Linked DNA regions of Sus scrofa: region 2 is linked to region 1. Evidence: chromatin contacts called from public Hi-C data. All regions are on one chromosome and are shown on one strand. The core of a region is the stretch at or near the end of the contact, and the rest is flanking DNA. Distances in the headings are between cores, read along the strand shown.

Region 1 (6,844 bases), core at 2,322-4,821:
AAATGGGATGAGCCCTTCCGAGCAATGTGTGTGTCAGGAGGAGCAGAGGACAGTGACCCCTGGGCTTACCAGGGCTGGCTGGCGCCTGTCTTGCATCCTCTGGGAATTCTAAATTTGCAGCACATGGCTGGGTCCGAGCAGCTGGCTTGGCCGGGGAGCTGGGAGAGTGTCACCCGGCTTCTGGGCACATTTGAGAGCAGTTTTGTGGCAGGAGCTGATGAGCTCCATGATAAATGGCTCCCTAAATGAATCCTTACTTCAGAAGCTGTGAGTTTGCGGTTTGCCTTGAAAGGAAGGGAGGGAGGGAGGGCGGGAGGCTGGTGGCAGGGAGGGAGGCGAGGATGCCTCCAGCAGCCCTCTCGCCAGCCTCCCTTCCTGCTTCCCAGCTCCTTCCCTTCTTTCCACCATTTGTTGACTGCAGGGCCGAGTGCCGGCTCAGCTTGGAGACCCCAGCAATGAAGTCGACAGTCCCGGCTCGGGGACAGGAAGAGCGCTCCCATGTGATCAGCACTGTAATAGAGGGACACAGACAAGGTTCCAACCTGACCTGCTCGGTAGGGGGCGCTGGGAAGGTGATCTAAGGATGCGAAGGCTTGCAGGACAAATCCACCGCGTAGAAGTGAGCGCTCCTGGAAGAGGGCACAGCAGGGGCAAAGGTTTTAAAAAATCAAGGGAAAGCCTGGGAAAGCTTAGGGCTGGAGCACAGGAGGCCAGGGTTGGGGGGCGGTGGGAGTGGAGAGGGACAGCCACAGGGCTCTGCAGGAGAGGGTGCTCAAATGGCCTTGAATCTGAATGGCGGTCTTGAGTCCCAGTGGGGGACCTCAGACTTTATTCGGAGGCCCCAGGGAGTCAGGGAGGGTTTTCTCAGGGGTGGTGTCTGGGGCTGAAGGGAGGAGAATAAATTGCTGGGGCTGGAACCAGGAGCAGGGTGTGTAGGGGAGGGTCCTTTGATTGCTCACAGCAAGGCTGCTTTATTCAGTCCCTCGTGAAGTACCTCTTGAGGGCCTGCTCTCCCCTCTTCCGGGCACCAGGCTGGCCAGCCCCTGCCCAGTGCACAAGCTCAGGAGAAAACATATAGAAAGAAGGTGCCCGTGCTGGACAAAGCCTCCTTTGTGATGAGCCCTGGGGCCATGGTGGCACGATGCTCTGCTGCCCTCTAGTGAGGCCTGGAGATGCGCCCCTGCAGGGTCCGGGCAGCTACTGAGATGCTGCTGAGATGCTCTGGGCTTCCCTATAGGTCTTCTCTCTATCCCTCCCTCATCCACAGGGGTCCCACGGCTCCCGAGGAAAAGGAGCAGCCTCTGGGTAGAGGACAGGCTCAAAACAGGGTAAAGAGGGGCAGGGGACATGGAGGCACCCAGTCCCATCTGCGGGAACAGGCAGCATCATGGCCCAGGAGGAGCTTGGAAGGGCCCAGGTACTGAATTTTCTAAGTGAATAAACACAGGCTACACACAATGGTAACAGTGACGATGATGGTGGACACAGTGGGTGCTGTGACTATACGATTACGGGCACTGCTGGTTATGTAGGTATCGGTGGTGATGGTGGGAGTTTTGGTGATGATGGTGATGGGGTTATGGTGATGGTGGCGGTAATGATGATGATGATGGAGGTTGTGGCTAATATGACTATAAAGCTGGGAAGAACATTCTCGTGTGCGTCTATAGGTGGGAGTGTGCATTCGTTTCTATTGGGCACAGACCCAGGAGTGGAATTGCCAGGGCACAGGACAGGCACACGTCTAGTGTTAGTAGATGGTGCCAAACAGCTTTCCAAAAAAAAAAAAAAAAAAAAGGTTGTATTTACATGTAATGTATGAGTTCCAGATGCTCCACATCCCCATAGATACTCAAGCAGTGTCCATTCGGTTTGCTAATGTAGCTCAGGTGCCTAGAAGCCTGGCATACCGAGGAGACAATAAAAATTGGCTGAATGAATGCTCAGTTTAAGGGAGGCGGATGTTCGCAGTCACCACGAGAGGATAGAACCAGACCTCTGCTCCTGCTTGTGCACATCCAGTGAGGGACACAGTCTGATCCCGGGGGTGCGGGGGAGCCTGGTGCAAAAGTCCCTACCGAACAGCTCCTCATACCCCAATGTGCATACGTCCTCTGTCTTGGCACGTTTCTCAAAATCCCTTCAGCAGGGCAATCTGTTCAAACCAACCCCCACTACGATGTGAGGGATCCATAGCCTTTAACTCTCTTCAGGGCATTTAAAGGAGCAGCGTGTTCACTTACTGGGTTTACAACTGAAAAACACACCCTGAAGCAGACAGCACAGGACTTAGGGTTCCTGGTTCTAGGTTGACTTGGTTTGGCCATTTACAGCTGCTTTCTCCTTAGACAGCCTCCCCTGCCTACCTCTATTTTTGTTTGCTTTTTTTTTTTTTTTTTTTTTTTAAATTTGAAAGACAGGAACGGTAATTCTTGTCCTATCCACCTCAAGGATTCAAAACACATAACAGATTAAGGAACTTCAGAGTTGAAAAGAATCTTAGAGATCACTTAGGGACTTTTATTTATTTTTAAAAAAATTTTTAGGGCCGAATCCATGGCATATGGCAGTTCCCAGGCTAGGGGTCAAATCAGAGCAGCAGCTGCAGTCCTACACCACAGCCACAACACGGGATCCAGGCCACATGTGCAATACACCCCGCTGCTTGTGGCAACGCTGGATCCTTAACCCACTGAGAGTGGCCAGGGATTGAATCTACATCCTCATGGATACTAGTCAGGTTCTTAACCTGCTGAGCCATGATGGGAACCCTATTTTTGCTTTTAAGTAATTCTTTACAATATACGAATCATGTTCAATTACACTGTTTCACTGAAATGACAGAACTATATAACACCAGGGCAGGATCATGCATCTCTTTTCATGGGAAGGAAACAGGCTAAGACTTGTGCAGGGCTCTGTAGTATGCTGCTGGCAGAGCCAGAGACAGGGCCTCTTTGCTCTACCTACCTCTCCCTACAGATTCATCTAGAAAGCCCTATCAAACCAAAATGTCAAGTGGCTCTTGCTTGCATGCCTCCAGTGTATGCGCATCGCACTGCCACCCATGATAAATCATTTGCTAGTTTGGTGGCTCTGATAGCTGGCTGTCATTTGTGGTGGTCTAGAGCGTATTACATCGGGGGGGGGGATGATTGTTAGCGCTTTCATCTTAATGTGTTTGAGGGAAGAGGACTTTATAGAAGTATTCAGAGAATATGCAGAAATAGTCAGGATGACAATAAAAAAATAACAATTACTACCTACTGATGGTGTCACTTCCCTATTGGTAACCCTTTGATGGCTTCCTGATTTTCTGAGGAATGAGTCCAGAATTCTGTTTGTTTTTTGTTTTTTGTTTTTTTGTCTTTTTGCTTTTTCAAGGGCTGCTCCCACGGCATATGGAGGTTTCCAGGTTAGGGGTCTAATTGGAGCTGTAGCTGCCGGCCTACGCCACAGCCACAGCAATGCAGGATCTGAGCTGCGTCTGCAACCTACACCACAGCTCATGGCAATGCCAGATCCTTAGCCCACTGAGCCAGGCCAGGGATTGAACCCGCAACCTCACGGTTCCTAGTTGGATTCGTTAACCACTGAGCCACGACGGGAACTCCTGAGTCCAGAATTCTTTATGTGCCTTTCATGAGCTGAGTCCAACCTCAAACTACCTCTCAAGGCCACACACATCTCCACACCTCTCCCCGGCCTTCCTGCAGGATGCTCCTTCTGCCTGGAACACACTCACGCACCACTCTCACCTCCTACAAGCCTCTGAATTCACACACCGCCCCCCAAGCCCATGCACACTAGGTTGTACTTACCTGTCTCCCTAGCAAGACTATGAGCTTGAAAGGGTCAGAATCTGCATGTGATTCTCCTCCCTGGGGCCCTGCATGGGGACTGGCATTGAACCGGTGACTGCCCTGCCCCAGCAAATGCACAGACATCACTGCTGCTCTCATCAGCCAGAGCAGGGGAGGGTTAAACAACCACCCTGGCCTTGGTTCAGCTGCGGCATTGGTGAGGCAGGTGGCCCAGGGTTTAACCAGATGCTGCAGAGCCTGTTGGCAGCTCAGCTCATGAATTCAACCCAGCCACATCTTCCTGGAGCTGAGACCTGGGCCCCTCCCACCGTTCTAGACCCCTGTGCCCTCCCTGGGCTCTGAGTTGGAAGAAGCTGGAACAGCTGGGGAGGATTAGGTTGGGGAGGAAGATTGCAAAACTGGAGGAGGAGCATGTGGTCAGAGTGGGAAGAGCCTGGTCCACGTTCTGCCCAGACTTGCCCTGTGGCCTTGGCTGAGTCCTTCCCATCCCAGCCTCAGTATCCCCATCTGTGCAGAGGCTAGTCTAGGTGGTCCCTCCGGAAGGGACTGGCGAAGGACAAAGTGATCCTCGGCCCCAGAACCTCCTAGCTACAGACTCTCTCCACCACAGAGGTGGAGGTGTGTAAATCTTTAACTAGCTAGCCCTGGGCAGGCTCAAGCCTTTCCGGATGGATGGCTGCCTGGGACGTGGGGGATGAGGGTGGGGGATGTAAGGTGTGTAGAGCCAGTCCCAGTGTGGTGGAGAAGGGAGGGTATTGGGGAGGAGAAGGAAGGAGACTCGGGCGGAGCTAACTCTGTGTGCGAAGCAGGACATGGAGGAACGCGGATCCCCGGACGGGTAAGTACAGATTTAGGGAGGTTCGAGGAGCCGCTGGCGCAGGGATGGTTAACTCACAGTTGCTGCCATAGAGACCCCGCGCGGAACCTGGAGCAGGGGCCAGAGGGGCCTGAAACGCCTATCCAAGTGGTGCTAAGGTGGGTACAAGTTGGCGAGGAGGGGTCGGAGCGAGGAAGGGACTGATGGAGACTTCAGAGTGGACCATCCGTCCCCTCCGCGCCCCGTCGGACCACAGGGTGCGTCCCATGAGCGCGGCGGAGCTGCGTCGAGGGGAACAGAGCGCGCTGCACTGCTCAGGGACTCGGACTCTGCAGGTGAAGACCCCACCCGCTCCCCAAAAAACACCTACCCGGAAGACGTCAGGTCGCTGCCTCCCGGCAAATTTCCCCCAGGCTCCGCCCTCCCCAGAGTCCCCCGCTCCTTCTCCACCGCCCCCTTCCCCAGGTAAGTCCCCCAGGCGGGGGCCCCGACGTGGCGTTCCGCTTCGGCGCCGTGCTGGACGGGACGCGCACGCAAGAAGACGTGTTCCGGGCGAGCGGCGTGCGGCGCCTGGGCGAGCTGGCGCTGCGCGGGTGAGTGAGGCCCGGTGACGCCACGCCCCTCTCGCACGACCCCGCCCCAGGCCCCACCCCCTTGGGGCGCCGCCGGGTTAAGCCACACCCCTGCCGCCCCCAGCTTCTCCTGCACCGTCTTCACCTTCGGTCAGACCGGCTCCGGGAAGACCTACACCCTGACCGGACCTCCTCCCCAGGTGGGCCGAGCACACGCGGAGTCTCTGCAGTCCAGGGGTCGGTGGGCTGGAAGCCCTGGCGAGCCGCGGGCAGCGCAGACTCCCGGAGGAAAGGGGCTTCGACCATGCAGCCCAGCCCCGTTTATTTGCAGACAAAGAAACCAGGGGTTAGAGAGCTGAAGGGACTTGGTCAATATAGAACACCTGGGTTCAAATCGTGTCCCCTTTGCTTACTAGCTCTCAGTTTCTTCATCTGTAAAATGGAATTGATAGTACTGACTGAGAATTAATGAGATGTGTGGGAACTTGGCACAGTGTTTACAAAGGGTAATTATTCCTATTATTATTTTGTCTTTTTAGGGCCGCACCGGTGGCATATGGAGGTTCCCAGGCCAAGGGTCGACTCGGAGCTGTAGCCACCGGCCTACACCACAGCCACAGCAATGCCAGATCCTAGCCACGTCTGAGACAGCTCACGGCAAGGCTGGATCCTTAACCCACTGAGTGAGGCCAGGGCTCAAACCTGTGTCCTCATGGATGGTAGTCAGATTCATTACCACTGAGCCACGATGGGAACACCACAAAGGGTAATTATAATTGGTGGTGGTGATGGTAACCCAGCCCCAGGTCAGCTATTTCTGCCCTCAGGGGGAGGGGGTGCCGGTCCCCCCCAGCCTGGCTGGCATCATGCAGAGGACCTTCGCCTGGCTGTTAGACCGTGTGCAGCACCTGGGTGCCCCTGTCACTCTCCATGCCTCCTACCTGGAGATCTACAATGAGCAGGTGGGGGACTGAGATGAGCAGAAAGACAGCCTATAAGGAAAAGGAGGCATTTCTTTCCAAGGAGCCTGGATCAAGGGGTAGAATAAGTGGGGGACTATGGACCATGAGGTCTGGGGGTGGGACTCAGAGAGGCCAACCCCCTCACCCTCCATCCTCATCCCTCAGGTTCGAGACTTGCTGAGCCTGGGGTCTCCCCGGCCCCTCCCTGTTCGCTGGAACAAGACCCGGGGCTTCTATGTAGAGCAGCTGCGGGTAGTGGAGTTTGGGAATCTAGAGGCCCTGATGGAGCTTCTGCAAATGGGTGCGTGCTACTTCCAGGGAGTCTGGGATTACAAGGGATGCCCATTTTTTCCCCACCTGTTCACTGAGTGCCCTTGGAGCCCCAGGCTGGAGCTGTGGATTCAGAGATGACCCTTGTGGGAGTTTGGGCCAGCAAACCAACAATTCAGACACAGCCCAAGGATGTTTCCCATCCCTACCCCTCAGGCCTGCTGATTTTGCCTTCCAGATTCTTCCCACGGCTTCTCTCCAGCCTTGGGCTTCTGCCTGTCAGGCTTCAGTGTTACCCCCAGGAGGGGTCTCCCCACTTCAAGGCCTCTCCCTTTCAGTCCATGCAACTCTGTGTAGCAAACCACATCCCTCTTACCTGCCAGACCTTCCCCTGAGCGT
Region 2 (6,844 bases), core at 2,547-5,046, 190 kb before region 1:
GTTCAATCCTCGGCCTGGTGCAGTAGATTAAAGCATCCAGCATGGCTGCAGGTGCGGTGGAGGTCGCAGCTGCGGCTCGGATTCAATCCCTGGCCTGGGAACTTCGTGTGCCGTGGGTACGGCCGTTAAAAAAAAAAAAAAAAATAAAGAAGTATCAAGAAGTAGAAATAGAGATTGAAAATATATACCTTACCTGAAATTCAAATTTTTCTTAAAGATTTTATGCAGCCAGAAGGAGAGAGGGGAACTAATTGGCTCTTATGGGTTTTTGTTGTTGTCACTGTCACTGGCTGTCAATCATTGCTTCTCATGACTGCCAAAATGCAACAACTGGCTAATGTCACTATAGACCCTAAACTCCATAATTTTCTTAAAGATCCCTGGCCTTCTTGGCTTCCCCTGAACTAAGAAACACACCTCCTAAGGGGTCCCTGATGCCAAGGAAAAAGATGACGGGCTTATCCAGGCCTCTAGGATGAGGAAGATGAAGGGAAGGCCAAGTGCCCCAGATATCCCATCCCCCCCCCACACCCTACCCCCCACCTCCTTGGATGCTTATTGGTTGTATCCTTCCATCACAGCGATCGCTGCTAAGGCTGACAGTGAATGGAAAACATTAAGATGAGGCCCATCTCCTGCTGGGCAAAATCGGATGCTCCCCTGGGTTTACCATGTCCATGGCTCTCCTTATCCCCATGACCTTCCTCTTTCTTTTCAACTCCCAAGAGGCCCCTTTTGACCCAGAGAATTATTTTTACCACGCGCTCCCCTAATTGCAGTGCGGTGCTACGACATTTTACTGGAACTGCCAAAACCATGCAAAGGACGCTAAAAAACGCCTAGAAGAAAATTTACATTCTTTCTCTGTCCCTTGAAGATTAAATCTGGGAAATGGAAACACCCCAGGAGGTAACGAAAACGCTGCCCACAATTGCCTGAGGCTGAAGGGGAAGAAAAAAAAAAAAAAAAAAAAAGAGGTTGGAGCGGGGAGAGGACTTTTAAAGTATAAACGGCTTATAAAAGCTCTAAAAACTCTCCCTTGCTCACAGTTAGCTCACTGGCTCCTTAAGGTTACTTGATAAGAACAAATACAAATCTTTAATCTCTGCATATATTAGTAAAAAGCATTGCCACTGGAGCAGGTAACTTTAACTTGTTCTGCCTGATGGACACCATTTGGAGTCAAATGTTATTGATAAACTAGTGAATTCGATACTGTTGTACCTAGTTCATGGCTAAAATTTTGGAACAGAAGCCATAGGGTCTCTGGGTCTACCTAGGTGTTTGTCTGTGGATGTATATGTGATTTTTTTTTCTTTCTATCTCTGGATGGTACTGCCAAAATTAATTTATGGGGTTTTTTTTTTGCTTGTTTGTTTGTTTTTTTGTCTTTTTAGGGCCGTACCCGTGGCATATGGAGGTTCTCAGGGTAGGGGTCCAGTTGGATCTGTAGCTGCCGATTTACACCACAGCCACAGCAATGCCCGATCCAAGCTGCATCTGCGACCTACACCACAGCTCATGGCAACACTGGATCCTTAACCCACTGTGTGAGGCCGGGGATCAAACCTACATCCTTATGGATGTGAGTCAGATTCGTTTCTGCTGAGCCATGATGGAAACTCCCCAAATTAATTTGTAAGAGTTTTGTTTAAATGGGCTTAAAAATAAGCCTGTGTGAATTAAGTATTCCTGAAACTCAGAAAGATAGAAACGAATGCAAATGTTTTTCAAGTTCACGTGATCTGGGATAATCTTCAGTAAATGAAAGCTAGTCTAAGTTTGTTTCAGTTAAAATCGGTATGTCTTCAGAGCTATCAGCATTAAATATACTGCAGATAAACAACTTTTACCGGGCTTACTAGTCAAATAAATCCATGTTATCTTATTACAAAATTTGTCAGGAAGAAAATTAGTTTGGGATGATGGCTTTGTCTTCAGAGAAAGGATTTTACCTTGTGTGGGTCAAGTTGGCTAAAACTGGATTGTTATTATAAGGTTTCTTTTTTAATAAATTTTAATGTCAATAATGTACTTAGGTGATTTTCTTTCATCTGCTGAAAGGACAAAGTTTTCTGGGCATATTGGTCTGTTCCTGATAAGAGATCATAAAAGAAAAACTCTTTACCTTCTAAGTAATCTGGCTAGAAAGCAAAGATTTTGCGATTTTATCAAAATAATTTCCTGTGCTTCATGTTGTCTTAATCAGGTCTTTAGTTCCTTAAGAAAACTGGGTCTTCTCAATATCAAAAGAGCTAAGTTTTGCTCACAACAATTAACCTTCTAATTTGATTTTAAAATCTTACGTCACTTTGGTTAAGTACTCAATCAAGCATTTTTTAAATAATGACCTGTGATTCCATTTAGTGAAGTATTGAAAATCTTTGATATTTTTGACAAACTTCTCCAAATTGTTTTTTTTTTTTTTTTTGTCTTTTTAGGGCTATACCCTAAAAATAAATAAAAGTCCTGGCTTGGGAAATTGTCCTGCATCACTGCCTCCTGAAATGAGATGGGCCTTCAACTGAACGGACCTATTCCCAGGACCACGAGGCAGGTTTGATGAGCTATGGAACCATCTACCTATGTAGTAGGTTCAGATGACCTACTTTTAAAAAAATATTATTTATTTATTTTTGCTTTTTAGGGCCGCACCCGTGGCATATGGATGTTCACAGGCTAGGGGGTAGAATCAGAGCGACAGCTGTCAGCCTACACCCCAGCTCATGGCAACACCGGATTCCTGACCCACTGATCGAGGCTGGGTTGAACCCGCATCCTCATGGATGCTAGTCAGATTTGTTTCCGCTGTGCCACAATGGGCACTCCCAGATTTACCTACTTACACAAGATGCTTAAGATGTTAAAATATTTCACAATGTTACCCAAATCTTGGAACGGATTCTAGCGCCCCTGAGATCACTGACTTAGCTTCACTGTGGTAACCCTTCAAGTTTGGGACAATGGCTATGTACTGAACCTCAGGTTCTTGCTTCTATAATTATTCTAGGATTTCCTACTCTGACCCTATTCAGATGTGTAGTTTGCAGGTTTCGAGGTGCCCTCGCCCTGCCTTTTGGGACATCAGCTACCCACGTGGTTAATGTGCTTACCACTGACTGATGCTCACATCACAGGGCACCACAGGCTAGACTGTAGTGTAAGCCCTACAATTGGAGGTCCCTCTATTTTTTGTGATGCAAGTGCCTGACTTAAGCTTTGATTGCTGAGACATCCACTTCAAAGACAAACTATCTTAAATGAACCCATTGCCAGCCCCACCACTGGCACTGGAAGAGCCGGGCCACCTCCTAACACCGAGCCTCCTTTGTTTCAGAGATCTTGATTGATTTCAATAATTCACCATGTGGACCACTTGTTTATTCTCTTCCCATGCTTTAAATGTCCACCCTGATGTTTTAAATTCACCAATAAAGAGTGAGCCCGTGAAATCCTAGACCCCACCTCCAATAAAAGCAGAACCCCAGGCCCACACACTGTCCCTCTCTCTGCCAGAGACCTCACTGTGTGGCCCCAGGTGTGCTGGGTAATTTCCAGGTCCTGTAAGTAATAAACCTACATTTTTTCCCCCTAAGTTTCCTGATGGTTATTGCTGGAGGGCATCTGGCAGTCATAGCAAGAACCAGAGGGACTGGTTCAACCAAAACATTGGTTGTTGATAGGCTGAGACCCACACATAACAGTGGTTCATTTATTCCTAACAGGGGTGGTGACTTGGATGGGCAGTCGTGTGGCCAAAGCAGGTGCCAACTCTGGCCTCACCCCTCTGCCAGCCGGGTTTGCCCTATGGCCCCTGAGCCTTAGTATCAAAGGGCAAAGGGCCCGCTGGACTGTGAGCTCTGGCTAGGGGGGCACCAGAGAGGCTGCCTCGTCTCCTGTTGAATCCCAGCACCTGGCTCAGAGGCTGGCACATGGTGGGGACCCAACAAAGACTTGCTGACCAGCTGGTTCACCTACGGATGCTCAAACCCCAGTTCTCATATGGTTAGCACAAGGCACCTCTTGGCGCTTCCCCCGGGGGCTGATGGAATGGGATGCAAGGGGGCTCTGGGTCCCCAGCTCCCCTCCAGCCTGAGAGGCCCTCTTCACTGCAGCATGAATCATCCTGTATCAGGCACTTGCTGCAACTGAAAGCCCACAAGCCAATGAGGGGTTTCCTGGCAGAGGGAGGGGTTAGGCCCCAGTGCCACCGCTGTGGTTCGTTAAGTTGCCCTGAGCCACTCACCTTCTCAGCCCAGAGACCCACCCATGGTAAGTGGGCCCTGAACGTGAGTCACATATTTGCATACACAACCCTGGAGACCTGTCCCAGGTGGGCATTACACTGACTTATTTTGTGCTGATGGTTCATGGTTCTCTAAGCCAGGCCAGCTTGGCCAACTATGCTGTTTTATTTTTTATTTTTAAATTTTTTTTTAGGGTCGCACCTTTGGCATATGGAGGTTCCTGGGCTAGGGGTGGAATCAGAGCTGCAGCTGCCGGCCTACACCACAGCCACTACAACACCAGATCCAAGCCTCATCTGTGACCTACGCTGCAGCTTGTGGCGGCCACGATGGATCCTTAAGCCACTGAGCAAGGCCGGGGATCAAACCGGCATCCTCGTGGATACTAGTCAGTTTCTTAAAATGCTGAGCCACAACGGGAACTCTGCAACTATGCTGTTTGAGATATTAAGCAGAAAGCTCTATTTGAAGAAAGAACTATCACACAACCCCAAAAAGTTTGGAAACTGTGGATTTAGAACAATGGATCCCCAGCATATAAATGAGGAAGTGGGCTCAGAAAGATGACTCTCCCAAGGCCATGCAGCAAGATAGTCAAGGCTCAGTCCCAAACCTGGGTGGGCTGTGGTCCAGGGTGGGGGAAGGAGGCAGGTAGAGAGGGCCAGCCAGCGGGGCCTGGGGGGAAGATGGGTACCTTGGAGGCTGTGATGGGCTTGAGACACGTCTGTCCACCATGTGTGAAGTTGCAGGAGACTTCGATGGTGTCGGACGAGCAGCCAAGGTTTGGATCCACCCAGTAGGTACCTGCAGGCAGCGGGGGAGGGCGGTGTTTGTATGTGGGGAGGGGCGCACATGGTTCTGTAGGTGGACCCCACACCTTGTGGTCTGCTGAGCCCCAGTTGGACATGAAGTCGGGGAAGGGGAGTCGGAAAGGGATTCCGTGAGCCTCAGAGATGGAAGAAAACCCTCTGGGCAGAGCTCATTGATGGCAGAATCCTTGGAGGGGCCACTGGTGGAGCCCTCGCCCACCCCGCTATTGGAAAGTGCCCATTTTACAGAGAGGACAACTGAGGGTGAGAGAGGCTGAGCCACTTGCCCAAGGGATTTAGGGATCATTTAATTGCATGATTTTTCCCAACAAGGCTAGGGATCCTCCTAGAGCGTGGTGGGAGTCACGGCTTCTACCCCATCAACCAGGCAGCTGATTTGGTACCTGTTTCCCCTTTGGGTGGCCAAGGGAGCCAAAGGGCCTGCAGCTGAAAGACTAGGAAGCTGGCTACTGCTCCCTCTTCTGGTGCGGAGGAGGGAAGGGTGGTTGGCCCAGCACACAGAGCTGGTCAGAGGCAGGGCTAATGTTCGAACTCGGGTCTGTCTGCCTCCAGAATGGTGGTCCTTTCAGAGGCCCCCATCCCCTCAGAGAGAGAGAGGAGGATGAGGCAAGGACAGAAAGGGGGGCATCCTGGCTATCCAGGGAAGCTAGGATGGGGTCCCCTCCTGGTTTTGGGGTTTTTTCCTGCCAAAGCTCTTAGCCCATTGCACTGAAATGGTCATCCCCAGCCGGTGGATCTGTGGGCTCAAGAAGGGTGGGACCACCCCTCTGTGTTTCCCACTCTCTCCCCACATCCCAGGAAGCACAAGGTCTGGCACGTCATGGGGCTCCATGACTGTTTGTTGACTGAATAAACGACTGCCTCCTTAAGGATAGAAACTTGAGCCAAGACTCTAATGCACCATGTCCCCAGCTCCTCCTGAGCCCCTGGCCCCACCCCGGCCCACCCCTGGGGCAGGAAGCCTTCGTACCATCCACCATCTTCTGCTCACAGTCCATGAGGTCCCGGCAGACCCGGGCGGGGTTCTCTTTGGTGCCCAGGGGCGTCTTAATGCTCTGGATGAGGTTGCTGAGGTAGTGTAAGGTTTTAAAAATCTCCCCTCCCTGGTCCAGCACCAGCCGGTCCGGTGGGTGGCTGTAACCCTGTGGTGAGGAGAGAGGGTGGCCATGGGTCTCTTGAGGTCTCGGCCAGGCCTGGGGTCTGAGCTGCCACAGCCCCAAGTTCTTGCTACTGGGATCCCAGCAGGGGGCGTGGTGGGTCCCCCTCCACTTAACAAATAAAGCAACTGGGGACCAGCCGAGAATGGGTCAGGGCAGGTCTGCCAAGAGAGCTTGGAGGCTAGAGAGGAGCAGAGGGTCAGCTGGTTCCTGGTGTAGGACAGGAAGGCCCCCATGAGTGGGGAGTCGAGGGGGTTCTTCCGCCCGCCCTTCCCCCTGGATTGTGAGCCATGAGCGAACTGTCTGGGCATCAACTCTCCAGAGCATCCTGCTCAGGGGACAAATGGGAATGTCTGAAGGAGGTCTGAGTTGGGGGGTAGTGAGTTCCCCATCATGGGAAGGAAGCAAGGCAGTAAAGGAAACTCCTAACAGGGCTCAACTAGAGGACACCCAAGGCCCTGCTCAGCCTGAGATCCTGATGCTGAGCTGACCGCCGGCCAGGATCTTAGCAGAGCCTGTGGATTGCCTGTGCGCTTCCTGCTCCTGATTGGCTGTGGGACTGAATGCAGGAAGCTGCTGTGGGCTCTGGGCCCAGGAGAGCATCTCTTTC

Evidence for each region. Hi-C and Micro-C count contacts between places; a contact is called where the count stands out from the background.
Region 2: a contact with region 1 is called in a Hi-C map of liver, with 3 times the contacts expected there. The contact joins the enhancer-like site here to the promoter of KIF12 in region 1. A contact is called at or near these places in 3 of 5 promoter capture datasets (fetal liver, liver and skeletal muscle), 23 of 47 Hi-C or Micro-C datasets (adipose tissue, alveolar macrophages, brain and 13 more) and 1 of 2 datasets of contacts at active chromatin or transcription factors (skeletal muscle).

Annotation. Positions count from the first base shown.
Region 1 is chr1:254,717,286-254,724,129 of Sscrofa11.1, reverse strand. KIF12 (kinesin-like protein KIF12) reads left to right here and starts at 3,571. Exons shown (of 19, transcript XM_021067853.1): 1 at 3,571-4,442; 2 at 4,734-4,799; 3 at 4,898-4,976; 4 at 5,107-5,234; 5 at 5,338-5,413; 6 at 6,041-6,175; 7 at 6,341-6,476. The coding sequence starts at 4,908. It overlaps LOC106509240 (a long non-coding RNA gene), which reads left to right. Exons shown (of 4, transcript XR_002337367.1): 2 at 121-267; 3 at 422-619; 4 at 1,268-2,585.
Region 2 is chr1:254,911,818-254,918,661 of Sscrofa11.1, reverse strand. It overlaps COL27A1 (collagen alpha-1(XXVII) chain), which reads right to left. Exons shown (of 61, transcript XM_021067868.1): 58 at 6,048-6,219; 59 at 4,942-5,051. Among named protein-coding and RNA genes, the nearest start is that of ORM1, 24 kb to the left of the region's middle. Within about 2 kb of position 3,796, at least 1 of the 83 cell types and tissues checked has an H3K27ac peak or open chromatin away from gene starts, as enhancers often do. A contact at or near this core is called in liver, where this site is marked.